Regions from separate parts of the Drosophila melanogaster genome. Here region 2 is linked to region 1. A link is a contact called in public Hi-C data. All regions are on one chromosome and are shown on one strand. Each heading gives the region's core, a stretch centred on a gene start, on an enhancer-like site or on the middle of the called end of the contact. The rest is flanking DNA. Distances are from core to core; before and after follow the strand shown. Region 1 holds the start of cpo (couch potato). Region 2 holds the start of DNaseII (Deoxyribonuclease II).

Evidence for each region. A called contact is a pair of places that touch in the nucleus more often than the background predicts.
Region 2: a Hi-C map of the Kc167 cell line shows a contact between it and region 1, with 2.1 times the contacts expected there. The contact joins the promoter of DNaseII here to the promoter of cpo in region 1. A contact is called at or near these places in 14 of 107 Hi-C or Micro-C datasets (the Kc167 cell line, the PNm cell line, the S2 cell line and 6 more).

Annotation. Positions count from the first base shown.
Region 1 is chr3R:17,916,412-17,923,430 of dm6, forward strand. cpo (couch potato) reads left to right here and starts at 3,421. Exons shown (of 11, transcript NM_001014631.3): 1 at 3,421-5,058. Rim (Rab3 interacting molecule) reads right to left here and starts at 167. Exons shown (of 24, transcript NM_001260238.2): 1 at 1-167.
Region 2 is chr3R:18,016,968-18,023,986 of dm6, forward strand. It overlaps DNaseII (Deoxyribonuclease II), which reads left to right and starts at 2,408. Exons shown (of 2, transcript NM_142415.3): 1 at 2,408-2,549; 2 at 3,109-4,194. The coding sequence starts at 2,446. The coding sequence ends at 4,105. It overlaps cpo (couch potato), which reads left to right. Exons shown (of 11, transcript NM_001014631.3): 11 at 1-1,925. It overlaps CG7785, which reads left to right and starts at 4,633. Exons shown (of 3, transcript NM_142416.4): 1 at 4,633-4,852; 2 at 5,139-5,705; 3 at 5,763-6,722. The coding sequence starts at 4,747. The coding sequence ends at 5,860. CG7794 reads left to right here and starts at 6,740. Exons shown (of 3, transcript NM_142417.1): 1 at 6,740-7,019. The coding sequence starts at 6,842.

The sequences.
Region 1 (7,019 bases), core at 2,171-4,670:
CGCTGGCGCTTAAAGCCTGATGTTGCTGCTTTCTGCTGGTGTGTGATTTTGTTGCTGTTGCTGTACTGCCTGCTGCACCAACAACAACTAGATGGAGTGCGGCGACAACAACAACGACAACGACGACGGATGCGACGACGGCAACGACATCACGACGGCACGACAACGACTGAAAACTGGACCCGCAGCTGGAGCTGGAAAAGCTATAGAGCCCACGATATGGCCCACCTACATCAGGAATTCGCTTCGATTGTCGTCAGCAGTTCAGGAATTTCTCTCTCGCTATCCCCGTATCACTCGGATTCTCTCATGAAAAGGGACTCTCTCTCTCTCTCTCTCTCACACACACTGCCTGTCGTTCGCGTGGTGAATTGACCAGGGAGTTGTTAACCAGGCAAGTGGGAGCACATGTTTCTCTCAGTGTTATGAGTGGCTTTTCATATTTCATGTGCAATTTTAACACCTACTACAAACTAACTGCCGAGTGTGTGACTCCAACTTTCACCACACACCCCCAAATACCCGCCCCCTTTGGGCATTACATGCTCATATGGTTGTTTTGCGCAAACATTAAGCAACAACATCGTGTTGCATATTCATAAAATTCAACTCCTCATCCAATGGGGGGCGTGTGTGTTTATGGAAATATGTTCACTGTTCACTTCCTCCCCTTGCTTGCTGTTGCCAAAAAAAAAAAGAAAAGAAAAACAGTTTTTCATTGCATTTGGGGATGTTCTTGCAGCAGCAGCGCCAATTTGGAACGAATCGCTCTTTATTGCATACTTCGAGGGGCAGGGAAATGATCCCTTCTCAGCGAATATTATTGAAAAGATTTGGCAGCTCAATCGAGCTTAAAATTGCAATAAACTTGAATAGGTTAACAAGCTGCGAAATACAGAAATATATTATAGTTTTTATGCTAGAAATCATTATATATACTTATACTTAGTTGTAATTTCATTTATATTTATTTCTTCTAAAACTTTAGCAATTTCCTTTAAAATGATTTCGCTTGCTTAGATCTGCTTTAAATCCATTTGAGCCAAATCTATTTTTGGATGCCCAACTTTTGACCTTAACACATCACGTGCTTGTCAAAAATATCCAACACTCAAAGCCCACAAAAATTTGTACACTTCTGTTGCATATTTCTCAATTGGCTTGAGTTGTCGTCGCTGTTATCGCTTTTATCTGTCAGCTTATCGCAGCCATCATGAGATTTGGCGTAAATTGTCACAGCCACTCCAGGCCAGCCTTCCTTCACCAGTGCATTTCCTTTACTTTGGATGCCTTTGGCAGAGTTACAGAGAAATAAATAAGTAATATTACTAATATGCATACGAATCAATGCATAGTTATTAAATATATCGAACAAATATCTGCAGTATCTTATTTGTAGTTTAACTATCAAAGTCCCATATAACAATAGTTTTAGTTTGGGAATTGATCTAGGTACAAATTAAAAATATTTTTATTATAATACTAAAAACCATTTAATTAATAGAATATTACTTTAGTTTGTCTTAATTCAACTACAAATTTGTTCTCAGCGTATGACAGCTGAAAACAGAAAGATAAACGCGTTTCTGGCTGTCGAAACTCTTATTCCATTGCTGATAGCCTGCTCACGTGCAGTGTCTTCGGCTCGCAACACTCGCACACCCGCAACACTCGCACAGTCGCCGGCACACACACACACTGGCACACGAAGGGGAGCGATTGGATTTCCGGCGGAGATGAGAGCAAGCTACGTGGGCGGGGGGAGTGGCAGGTGGAGTCTGGGAGTGCCAGGAGCTGTATTTGGCCGCCAGCATTTTCCGATGTTGCCGCTTACTTTGTAAGTGTGCGTGTGTGTGCGTTTGTGTGTGTGTCTGGGCGGCTGACGTCATTGAGCTTTTTATTGATTTTCATTTTAACCAAAAAAAAAAAAGAAAAAACAAGAAGAAAACATACTTGGGCTAGGACGCAGGGCAGGAAGGCCAACAGATGTCATCCAAGAAAAGTCGAAATGCGCAATTAAAGAGAGAGAGAGAGAGACTGCAAAGGGGGCTTTCTCGAAGGAAGTTTTTGACAAGAATTTCTTGGGGCCAGCGAATGCTGTGTTGTAAGGTAATTACAAGGAAGAGATGCTTTACAATTTCTAAGAGTTAACTTTAGTTGATTTCAAGCTGCACGTGAATAAAAGCACTTCAAATACAAGTGAAAGCCCACAAACGTATTATGGTGTAATTTAATTTATTGTTTGCAAGCTCAACTGCGTAATCAGGCTGTTTATATAAGTGTACACATATAAACCTGATGTATTTTGATTTTTCTATTATTGTTTGTCAAACAATCGTTATGGCTGATTTTGTTATTTTTGTTGCCTGGTGAAAGCTATGGAAATTAGGTCTATTTGCACAGGCAATTAAAGACTGCCTGGTTTTGGATGAGCACAAATTTAAATTTAAGTTGAATTATAACATATTTTAAAAAAAAATTATAATTACTTAAGGCATTGGTTATCATAACAAAATATTGTGCTACATCACAAACAAAATGCATATTTGTTCGAAAGGGTGTTTTTAAAAAACTTCTACCTCTGTCATATAAATTTAATTAAAAAAAAGTATGTGATTTAATTGAAATTAAAAAAAAATTCTTTAAATTTATTTTACAACAATGATTTTAATACGTATTTATTTTAATAGAAAAATATACATATTTTTGAAAATCTACATCTACAACTAAAGCGACACCTGCCGGCGCGCCACTACAATTCAATTGTGCGGCGAATTAGAAACTTCGCTGTATTAGCCAAGGCAACCACCGGAAATAGTCATAAATTTAGCCGATTCAGCTACCATTGTACCAAAGTACGCCTTTCGTCTTCTCTAAAAACCTGCGCAGAATTAATACGCTTTCTATCTTTCGCTCTTCTACGGGATATGTCAAAGTGACAAGACCATTAAGGCAGACAATGTGAAAGCTATATAAGCGACAAGAGAGCGAAAAACAAACAGATAAAGATAAAGCCACCCCCAAAAAGCCGCCCCTTGCCGTAAAACACGGACCCCCACCAAATGGAAGACAGCCAAACAACCCCCGAAAAAGCAAGGAAAAAATTCAGGAAAAATACCTGAATGAGATTATGATGGGCCTTGAACGAAATGCAAGGGCCAGGGAAAATTGAGAATTTTATTTCAGGCGGGGGGTTAATATTAAGGAGATGCACCACCCACAACAAGCACTTAATAACAAATGTGTGCGTGTGTGTGGGCGCTCTCGCAGGACTTCCGTTCGCTCTTTTCTACGCTCTCTTGGATGCTTTTTGGATCTGCGCGCAGCAATCTCAACGAGATGGGGCGAAAATCTCTAATAAGGATGCCCGATGATGAAAAATTCATGGCCTGGCATCGCACGCATCCTGCGCTGGCTCCTGAGTAAACGAAAACACTCCGACTCAGTCACACGCAGCGAACACAGAGGCCAGCGATATATATAGTGAAAACCCCGAAAAATATAGCCAAATTGAGACCAATATCTGAAATTGTGCGATAAATAAAACGCTGCATACCCCGCAGGGCGCAGCCAACTTATTCCGAAGCCAAATCGAGAAATTCTTCGAAACGCGAGTGCCACCAAAAATTTATTGTTTCGAATTCGCAGCCAGTGATTGTATAATTTCCATTGCTTTGCTATTTTTACGGGTGTGGGCCGTCCAACGGCAGCGGCAAAGAGGATATATCTATCTACATATATCTTCCAGGATATACGGATTAACCCAATCTGCGCCAGAGATAATTACCGAAAATCGACAAATTCCCGGGCATAAAAACTTAATTGACTTGAATAAATAATTTCCAACCCGAGTTGTTGTTGTTTGTTCGCCTACGGTTTTTTTCGGTGAAAGCGAATGCGGGCCCAAAGCGGAATCGGAAAAAGTTACTGAAATACAACGGCAGGAAAAAAAAACGAATACATAGAGAAACTGCCGCTGCCGTTGCCGCCTGTGAAAGCAAAGAGAAGGGGGTGGAGAAGGAGCGTGGGCAAAAAGAGAGCGAGAGGAAGAAAGCGCGGAGGAGGTCGCGGAGTTGGAGAAAGGGGGCTCGAGGAGTAAGAGAAAGCAGCCATTACTGCGAAAGAGAGCCAGAGTCGGAAGAGAAAGTCCAAGAGACAACATCGCAATTTTGTGGAAGACATTCACAGTGGATGGAAAATTTATAAACAAAAGTTAAGCCCTTAAGAGAATGCTGACAAAATAAAAAAAAAACGCACGATAAATATATTTTAGAAATGTAACTTAAAAGAAAAGACTCATATCAACACATATCATTCTATAGTCTATAGAAAATATTAAATAACTAAATATACAACAACAAAAAAAGCTGAGACAAGCAGCTAAATAATTCCAGCAATTACCTAAAAACCAAAACGATATTTTATTGTCTTAAAAGAATAGAAACCAATGCGATAACCATACATATCATGTAAATCGTTTAATGCCAAAAGGTGAAATATGAAAAGTATATTAAATTAGCACATTTAAAAGAAATGTAATTCAAGAAATTAAAAAAATCTACGAATGGAAACGTAAACATATCATGTAAAACGCCTAAAAAGCTTGCTGAATCCCTAATCAAGCTTTTTTATCTTATCAACAAAATAAAAAACAAAACAAATGAACTAGCCTAAGGAGAGTTGTGCAAATTATCGCATACATATCAAAGCTCTTGCAAAGAGCAAATATAAATATTAAATTTACAATTATCTAAGATCTAGTTACCTTAGAAAATCCAAAAGAACAGTAATTTTTGTTAGAAGTTTTACATTAGTTGTCTCGAATATAACAAGAGAGAGATATATACATACAACAATATTGTCACATATCATTGAGGAAGCCTCAGCAAAAGTCTAAAACTATAACGACTAGAAAACATATCAATTAAATTAGACTGCGTGTTTATGAATGCTACGCGAAAATATTAATTACTTTATCAAGCGGACCAATTGCAAATGACGAGAAGACTTCATTGAATTCCAGACGACGGATTGAAAAATAACTAAAGTTCTTAAAAGGTAAGTTTTCACAATAATGAAACCATTAACTGAAAATGGTGGGCTTCTGTGGAATAAACGTAAAGGATTGTGTCATCTGAAACGATATATTAATATTAATTAGAAACAGAATATAACATTTTGCTATGATGTTTCCGTGCATTAGTCAACGGTAACGTTGTGGTGAAAATTGGCCTACACTAATTGACATTCTCTCTTTACGTCAAAGGGCTCTTAATTAGAAAATCAAATCCGAGAATGCTTTTGTGGTTTTGGCGAGCCGCCTCCCCACCAGATGTATTTCCATACGCCGAAAGCAATCATAAACTTTTAGCCCTAAGCGTGTGAGCTTAGGTAATCCACAAAACAGCCCAAAAATAAAACCGTTCGGGACCCCAACATTTTATGCGCCAATGGGTCTGGAGGGTATTCGTGTTTCGCTAAACCATAATGAGCCTGTCGAAGTGAAATTTGTTGCTGCAGCGCCTAGGATCATGCCACAAACATCTGCAAGCACCAACATACGGGACAAAATCAATAGGCGGCCATGTGTGTGTGTGCATGTGTGCGTGTGTAGGTAAACAGCTAGAAAAATCAACCGACACACACGCAAGAGGCGGTGGAAAAGCGAGTGTGTGTGGAAGGAGTGAGAGAGAGAGAGAGGGGATTTTCTCCTTCGTCTCCACGCGCGCTATTAAAATTTTCATTTTTATGATTATCGCTTGTGAAAATCCGCAACAATTGTGCCGGTTCACACGATGCAAAAGGGACTAAGCACACGACGCACAGGCAGGCAGCAGGACACCTACGATGATGAAGCCGCGAGCCAGGGAATACAGTGCGTATGCGTGTTATTTCTCCGCGACTGAGCAAATGTTTAACTTTGGGCATAAAATTAAATTTAATTTTCAATTATCGCGGCTGGCAACGGTTTGGTTTTGGCCTTGCAGGAACAACTGCACCCCACGGCGGAATAACGAAGCGATTAAAAAAAATGCTCCAACTGGCCGAGAACTGGAGTTTCAGTTGGCTCACCTTTTGGCCATTAGAGCTGTGGCCACTTTAAGGCCGCTCTCGCTGCAGCTGGCTCACTTTGGGGCATCAAAAATTCATCTTGCCGGCATCCAGAGCTCTCCATCAGCCAGCGGCCAGTAGCATCTGCTGACTTTTCGCCATTTCGCGCGCACTTTCCCATTTTCCCCGCACTCACTTTTTGCCATTTTCTTCTTGGCCTGGCCTTCCATCTCCACTGGCCAGTTCTGGCCGAATCCCCCTTGCGCTGCACACTTTCGGGCGCCAGCACCTAATGAGTGCAAAAATGAGCTTCGGGAAATGCTGAACGGCAGCAGCAACAAAGTGGCGCTGGGAACATGAAAGGACACTCTCCCAGTAGCCTTGGATATCATAATTACACTGAGCTCATCCTCAGTCAACTATGTAATAAATACGCCCTTTAAAGTGGCTTTTTATGAAAGGAGGTGTTAATGAAAGGGAGAAGCTCGCCATTTGTGCAGCAATTCATTTGGCTTAAAGTTCACATTCGTATGTATTAAATAAAAATATATTGGAGATTCAATAGCATTTCATATTTTACATGTAAGTTCTTCAACTTTCGTCTTAAAAACTCTGCAGCTACGAAAATGTAATGACCCAAATATGCAAGCTTTTTTATGTAGATTCATTCCAATGAAAATACTCAGTTTAAAGTTACTTTACTTCCGTTGCGAAATGCGTCGCCTTCTTTTGGCCAACTTAAAGTAGCCAGGGCAGGGCTTTTTTAGCCAACGTAATGCCAACGGAACTTTCCACCAAAGTGGGTGAAGGTAATTTTCCACGTAGTCGTGTCGACATTTCATGCAAATTGTTTTTTTTTTCTTTTTGTGCAGATTCTCAGGCTTGTTCTCGTTCTGTTGCGTGAGCTTATTTTCTTGATGTTTTCAGCGCTACACTTATTTAAAGTTTCGCAGGATGGAGTGCTGGAT
Region 2 (7,019 bases), core at 1,158-3,657, 100 kb after region 1:
GTAACAGTAAAAATAACGATAAAAATCAGTAACAGTATATATCCTACTCTATTGTATTTATTGTACGGCTATAATTTGTGTATCGAAAATCTTTGATTGATTGATTTCTATTTAGTTTAAGTTGCCTCCGAAATTGCCTTATGTTTGCCTAAAAAAAAAAATAAAACTAAAAATTTAAATTACCAACAATTTAATACTAATTTCTAAGTAATTTATATGTATATGTATGGTATACCTCTATGATAAACCCTTATATAAATATACTTATATCATTTGTGTAGCCTTAACTTAGAACTTTTCAATTGACGGTATTAATTACGCATAATAAAACTTTATATTTTGTTCGTTAAACAAACCCATTATTGTTTCACTCAGTTCCAAATCTCACACAACCAAGCGATAAACCTTTGAAGAAACGAATTTTGAATTAGTGACAATTTTTGCAAGAAAATTAAAACCAACTATACAATTACATATATTAATACCACATATATGCATCGCTCTCCCCATTTCAAGTTTTGAGTCATTTGCGGGAGAGTCAACTAGAATGGCATTGTACTCAACCTGGTAGGTCTGAGAAAATCGCTGTATATTTGTAATACTTAAATACTATGCATATCTATATCTTATACAGACAGACATATGTATAGTATCTTTAGAGGGTTAAGTAGGAAAGGTAACTGATATTGAATATTGAAAATATCAAGGCAGAGAAAGGTATCGAAATACCGGCAGATAAATGAAGATAACACAAGTCAAAACATATCAAACTCGTGCCCGATTAAAACTATATATACACATATATATACACTATATATATATATATATATATATATATATATTAATGAAAAGCAGGCGCAAATTAGGCGCAGCAAATTTCAAAAATAACAAAGAAGGAGAATGATAAAATTATTAAATATGCCGAAAGTCTAACGGGAAATGCAATTTTATTTGCATAACTCAACAGTTGAGTCTACTTTTATCCGTAAATAATACGAAAATAATGATTAATATTAATTGAGATATTAAAAGTAAAAAAAAAAAAATACAAGAAATGGCAAGTATTTGTCTATTTTGAGGCTCATTTATTTAACATTTTCGCGAAACCAAGTACGACCTTCTTTTTTCAAATCGAATAAAGATCTTTGCTAATATTGTAAAAAACAAATTGATTTTTCAAGCAAATGAAAACCAAAACGTATAGCTAAATATTATTATAAAACTTACATAAAACAGAAACAAAACTCGTATATATATATATATAAATATAAATATCAGCCTTGTTCTTTATATATATATTTGAAAAACCAAAAAAATGAAAAACCATACAAAATATTAATAAATTATTAACAACTATGAAAAAATTGATACAAAAAAAAAAAATACATAAAAAATATTTAGCGAAAATATTGTATTGTGAGTTTAAATGTATTGTTGCATACGAAACCAAAGAAATGACATAACAAATCGGTACACCTAAGTTAAATATAAATCTAAATGGCAATACCAACCGATTGGCAAAACAAAAAGAAAAAAAAACATAATATCATCTGATAATATCATATCAGATCGGATCAAAGCAGATCAGAGGAAATTCGAAACAGAATGAAAGGTGAACCATTTTTTCACAGACAGCCACCAGCGATAAGAACTAACGAAGTTGAATTCAATTAATTTACCAGACAGTTTATTTCCAATATAATTCAATATTAGCAGATGGGCTCGCCCGCCCGCAAGACAAATTATACAATTTGATAACGATAATATTTTCATGCGATCACGATCGAGGAGGAAAGCACAAACGATATGCCCTGCAATGCAAACGGGGAAAAGAGCAACAAATTGCAGTTTTCAGCAGGCGACAAATTATAATAATACAATACGAATAATAAATAAAAACTTTAACAATTGTTTTGTGTAATTGTAAAGAAGTGGAGTTCTTTTCACCGCCAGTGGGATGAATGGGATGTTTATGTGATGATGGTGAAATGGGTAAGTATTTATAATATGTTACAGATTGGACAAGATTCTTAGTAGTTTCTTATAATATCCATAAAAATGAAGTCAAACATATTTAGTAGAGTATAATATATTCGTTGTAGCCGCATTTAGTGCGCTTGGCTTATCAGCGACCTCTCTGTTCGACTGATCTTTTGCAATAAGTGGCTGACCCCTCAGATAGCAGACAACGTGGCGATAGGCTGTGTTAAAAACCCAAACACGACCAAATATTTACAAATCCAACTTTTAGATAAAACAGACAAACAGCAAGGATCTCAGTTTTCACTCGATTCAAGCGTTTTTACCTGGTGAAGAAATCGAAAAAGATTAAGATGGATTTCAATTTGCGACTGAGACACCCTGTATGAGCACAGCCGTTGATTGGATTGGATTCACTGACACTTATTTAGTTGTTTTCCGGCCGAGCAACTTGAAGGTTGTACAATGCGATCTCTGTGCTTCGTTTTGCTGTTCGTTTGGTTTTTCTACCAAAACGAAGCTAAGTCTAAGGTTTCCTGTAAGGATGAAGCTGGAAACGATGTAGATTGGTAAGTATTTCGATTAACAGATCAAACAATAAATAGTTTAGTTCTTAAAACATTACTAAATGTGCTTATTAGAAAAGTTACTTATAAATATTGGCCTTTCACATACTTTTTCATTTATCTGCAGTCGCTGTTTGCATATCATTAACAATTTGCAAACACAACGTATTTTAGTTATTTATATACACTGCTGTATTGAGATTATTCTAAAAGAGGCGATAAACAAATTGAATATGATGAGTTCAAGTTCAAGCGGAAAAATTGATAATAATTGTACAATACTGTGTGACAAGAAATTAAAAAGTAATTAGTGTGTTATTTTGTTTCCTAAAATGAGAGATTTAAATCAAAGTTGTTTGCTACAAACAAACTTAATCAATTTGATAACAATAACATCATTTTTAATACTTTTCCATTTCCAAAAATAGATTAAATGGTAATTATTTTTTTTTTTTAATATCTTAAAAACAAATTTCCAAAGATTGAGGGGTTTTCTCGATGAGATAAACATGTTTTTAATTTATTTAATAATTTTTTTTCAAATATTCCTTTATAATTTTAGGTGGCACCTTTACAAACTGCCCAAGCACTACCAGCACAACGATTTGGGCAAGGACACCAGTGGCTTGAAGTACCTGTACGTGACCAGCCAGAACTATGACACCTGGCAGATGTCGGGAAAGTTCATTAGTGATCCCCTATCGCTGCCTGCCCAGACCCTTAACCCCTTGAACGACGATCCCAGCCACACTCTGCTGGCCGCCTACAACGATCAACAGCCGAATGGCACGGTTTTCAGCAGCGGTGGTCATGCCAAAGGAGTGGTGGCCAGTGATGGGGAGACGGCTATTTGGATTGTCCACTCGGTGCCCAAATTTCCAACAATTCCGGACTACAGCTATCCCACATCCGGCGAGCAGTACGCACAGAGCATGCTCTGCGTCACACTGAAGGGCGAGGATTTGGAGAAGGTTGGTCAGATTCTGGTGTACAATGAACCGCACTTCTACTATCAACGCAACCCGCTGGCCACTCGCTCCGATGAGCTGTTCCCGAGCCTGGAAAGGGCTCTGCATGGTCAGTGGCGGACGGAATCACCGTTCCAGAAGGACTTGGAGGTGCGCAGCTTGGACGGCAAGAAGTTCCGGCTGTTTGGCAAGAGTGGACGCGCCAATGTGGAGCTGTACGCCGATGTGGTCGCACCCACTCTGGATGTCAGTCTTTTTGTGGAGGCGTGGCGCGACGGTGCCGGCAACTTACCGAATAGCTGCGATAAGTCCGATAAGGTTCTCAATGTGGAATCCATTTCCAATCCGGAGCTATCGGTGGACTTTAAGACCACACAAGATCACTCCAAGTGGGCGGTATCTCGTCCCACAGGCATTTTGATCTACCATTGGCGAGTTGGCGGCGGAGATTGGATTTGTGTGGGCGACATCAACCGGCAAGAAGGTCAGTTGCATCGTGGTGGTGGAACCGTGTGCCACAAGAGCGCCAGGGTATCCAATCTGTACCGCCAACTGGTCACCAACTACGACAAGTGCGCCCAACAGGAATAGAATCTGAACTAACTAAGACTATTTGTAAAGTTGCGTCAACAATTAAATAAACACCATTTTTGCATTACATTTAATGCATAAGAAAATTGAAAGATGTTGAAAAGAGGTATTATTTATACAAAGAACTTATTTGCATTTGTTATAGATAATATATAATAATTTAAATTTTAAATTTAAGGCGCCGTGCAACTTCTTTTCTTTTTCTTTCTGCTCTTTTCCGGACACTCGCTAGCGCCATTTCTTCAACGCACTCTTGTCGTACATTTTAGGTACTAAAAAGCGCATTGAAAACTAGGTGGCGCTCGTACTTAAACTTTTCTTAATTCTATAGCTGTTGCTAAACTATTTGCCAAAAAAAAAAAACATTGAAATATCAACAAACATGTATAAATTATTTACAAATGTGTCAATTGCATTTGGTTGCATCTAATTATTCATTTATAGCGCCACCTATCCGTCACTCTTCTACCCATTATTATCACATATACCAGAAAATGCAAATTCAGTATGACCATCAGCTGGAAAAAGAGCACAGCTGTTTACAAAAACAAAACCAAGCGAAGAAGCGAAAATTATTGGCGATTTTTAAAAATCCAAATTAAAACTAGATTCGGAGTCGGAAAACCTTCATAGATTTGGGAATGTTCTGCTGCCTACGCACCTGTCTCAATGGTGGACACATAAGGAAACCGACGGCAACCAGTCGCCTGCGGGAGCCCGATGTTCACCTGGATGCAGCGCATATGGGTAAAATTACACTAAATTCAGAAGGATTAAGATACACTATCCTTAAAATGGTCAACTGAAGCGATTGCGAGAGAACTAATGTGTTTTTCCAAAAGATATGTAGCTTCGATAATAAGTGATACCCCAATAAAGATATCAACATTCCCAATTTTATCGCACAATTCAGATACGTGATCAGATATTAATATATATGTACATACAATAGAAGTGCTTATATTCTCATTCAACAGGCTTAACCATCTTGTATCTTACTAATAATATGTATATCATATCATCCATTTGGCAGGACCTGATGTAATCCTGCTGTCACACCAACTGCGCGTAACGGGCACTGGCGGCGTCCTGGCCACGGCGCCTTTGGTCCAATCGAAGTCCTACTTCGAGGTGAAGATCCAGCACGGCGGCAGCTGGTCGGTGGGCTTGGCAACGCGTCAAACGGATCTCAGTCGCAAGAGCGGCGGCGGGGATCGAGAGTCCTGGTGCCTGTGCTCCGATAATGCCACACGCCACAATGACCGCGAGGAGTTCCGACCAGTGGTGCAGTCTGCTTGCACCACTCAGCCAGCGAGGACGAGCAATGGTATCCTGAACAATAGCGCTGCCAAAGCGGCCGGACTCATTGCCATCGAGGATTTGCAGCAGGAAGATCTGCTGATGACCACTGGAGTGGCATCATCCGATGTGGATATCGGTGATTCGTTGATAGCATCGCCACAGCGAGATTTTCCCGATGAAGGAGACATTGTGGGCGTCGCCTTTGACCACGTGGAGCTGAATTTCTACTTCAATGGAAAGAATCTGGAGGTTCCATTTCGAAATGTACGAGGAGCAGCACTATTTCCCGTCATTTATGGTGAGTTTTCGTACTCTTAAGAGAAGCTTATCACCATAATTAACCTAATTTTTTTAGTGGGCAATGGCGCCATTCTGGACATTATCTTGGATAATTTTTCACACGGACCACCACCAGGATTCGAACGCATTCTATTGGAACAGTCACTTCTTTAGATAGTCCACACAAAAGCCTTGAACAAATTAGCAGCATGAGAACAAAGCATTAACAAGAATAACTAAAAGACGGTGCATTTTAGGACTTTAGGAACGCATTTCATTCAAGTAATTTTTGTGGCACTTTCTCTGCCAATGCGGACAACTACCTTTAAAAAAAATGAAATACATTATTGTCTAGTAACACTTTATTTATTTAATGTAAAAGTTAAGTTACAAGAATGACATTTTAAATATGCATTCTAGATTAAGTTTTAAAATGCGAACTTTCAGTATAAAACAAATTATTTACACATTTTAGTTTTAGTTTTAGTTATTCCTTTGCCATATTTCTTCTCTAGTCAAAAAGAAAAGTTCCCAAGCTGAATTCTATCTCACAACCAAAACAGCTATTAAATTATTTCAATTTACTTTGTACACATATCTTAATCGATTTTGTTGATTTTCACCACATATTTACTTATAGTCGTAAAATGCACTGTTCTGTTCTCATTTAGACATCAGGTGTATAAACTTTGTAAACTCTCTAGTCCTTGCACTATCCAAACCGAAAGTATTTGTATAATTTTATTAATGTTTTGTAAATTATTTACGTAGCTTGACGTAGCATTTGTATTATACACAGAGATACGCGTATCTGCATACAGATACAGATGAATTTTTTTGTAGGACTAGGTGGCCACAATTCAATTCTGACTTCATCGTACACATTCCAATTTACAACGGCAACGTACTCGAGCACGGAATTACCTAACTAAATATAAGAATATATCTGTATATCTAATAAATTGTATCTACACGTATCCAACGCTTCGAAAACTGATTAATCCGCGCGCGGACAATAAATCAATGTTATGTACTTAATCCGTTGTGTAGCAAGTTTTCCTTGTTTAGATTGTCAATTCGATTTGATTTTAGAACATTTTGGAAAACTACATTCCCAGAGAAAGGAAATTAATGGTTAAAATTAAGATATGACACATGTCCGGAAAGGGGGAGATCATCCAGATCCACATTGGCCAGGCCGGTGTGCAGATAGCCAACGCCTGTTGGGAGCTCTTCTGTCTGGAGCACGGCATTTTGGCCAATGGAAGACTAACCCAGTCGCCCATGGACGACTCGTTCCTCACGTTCTTTGAGTTCACCAGCCATCAGCCGT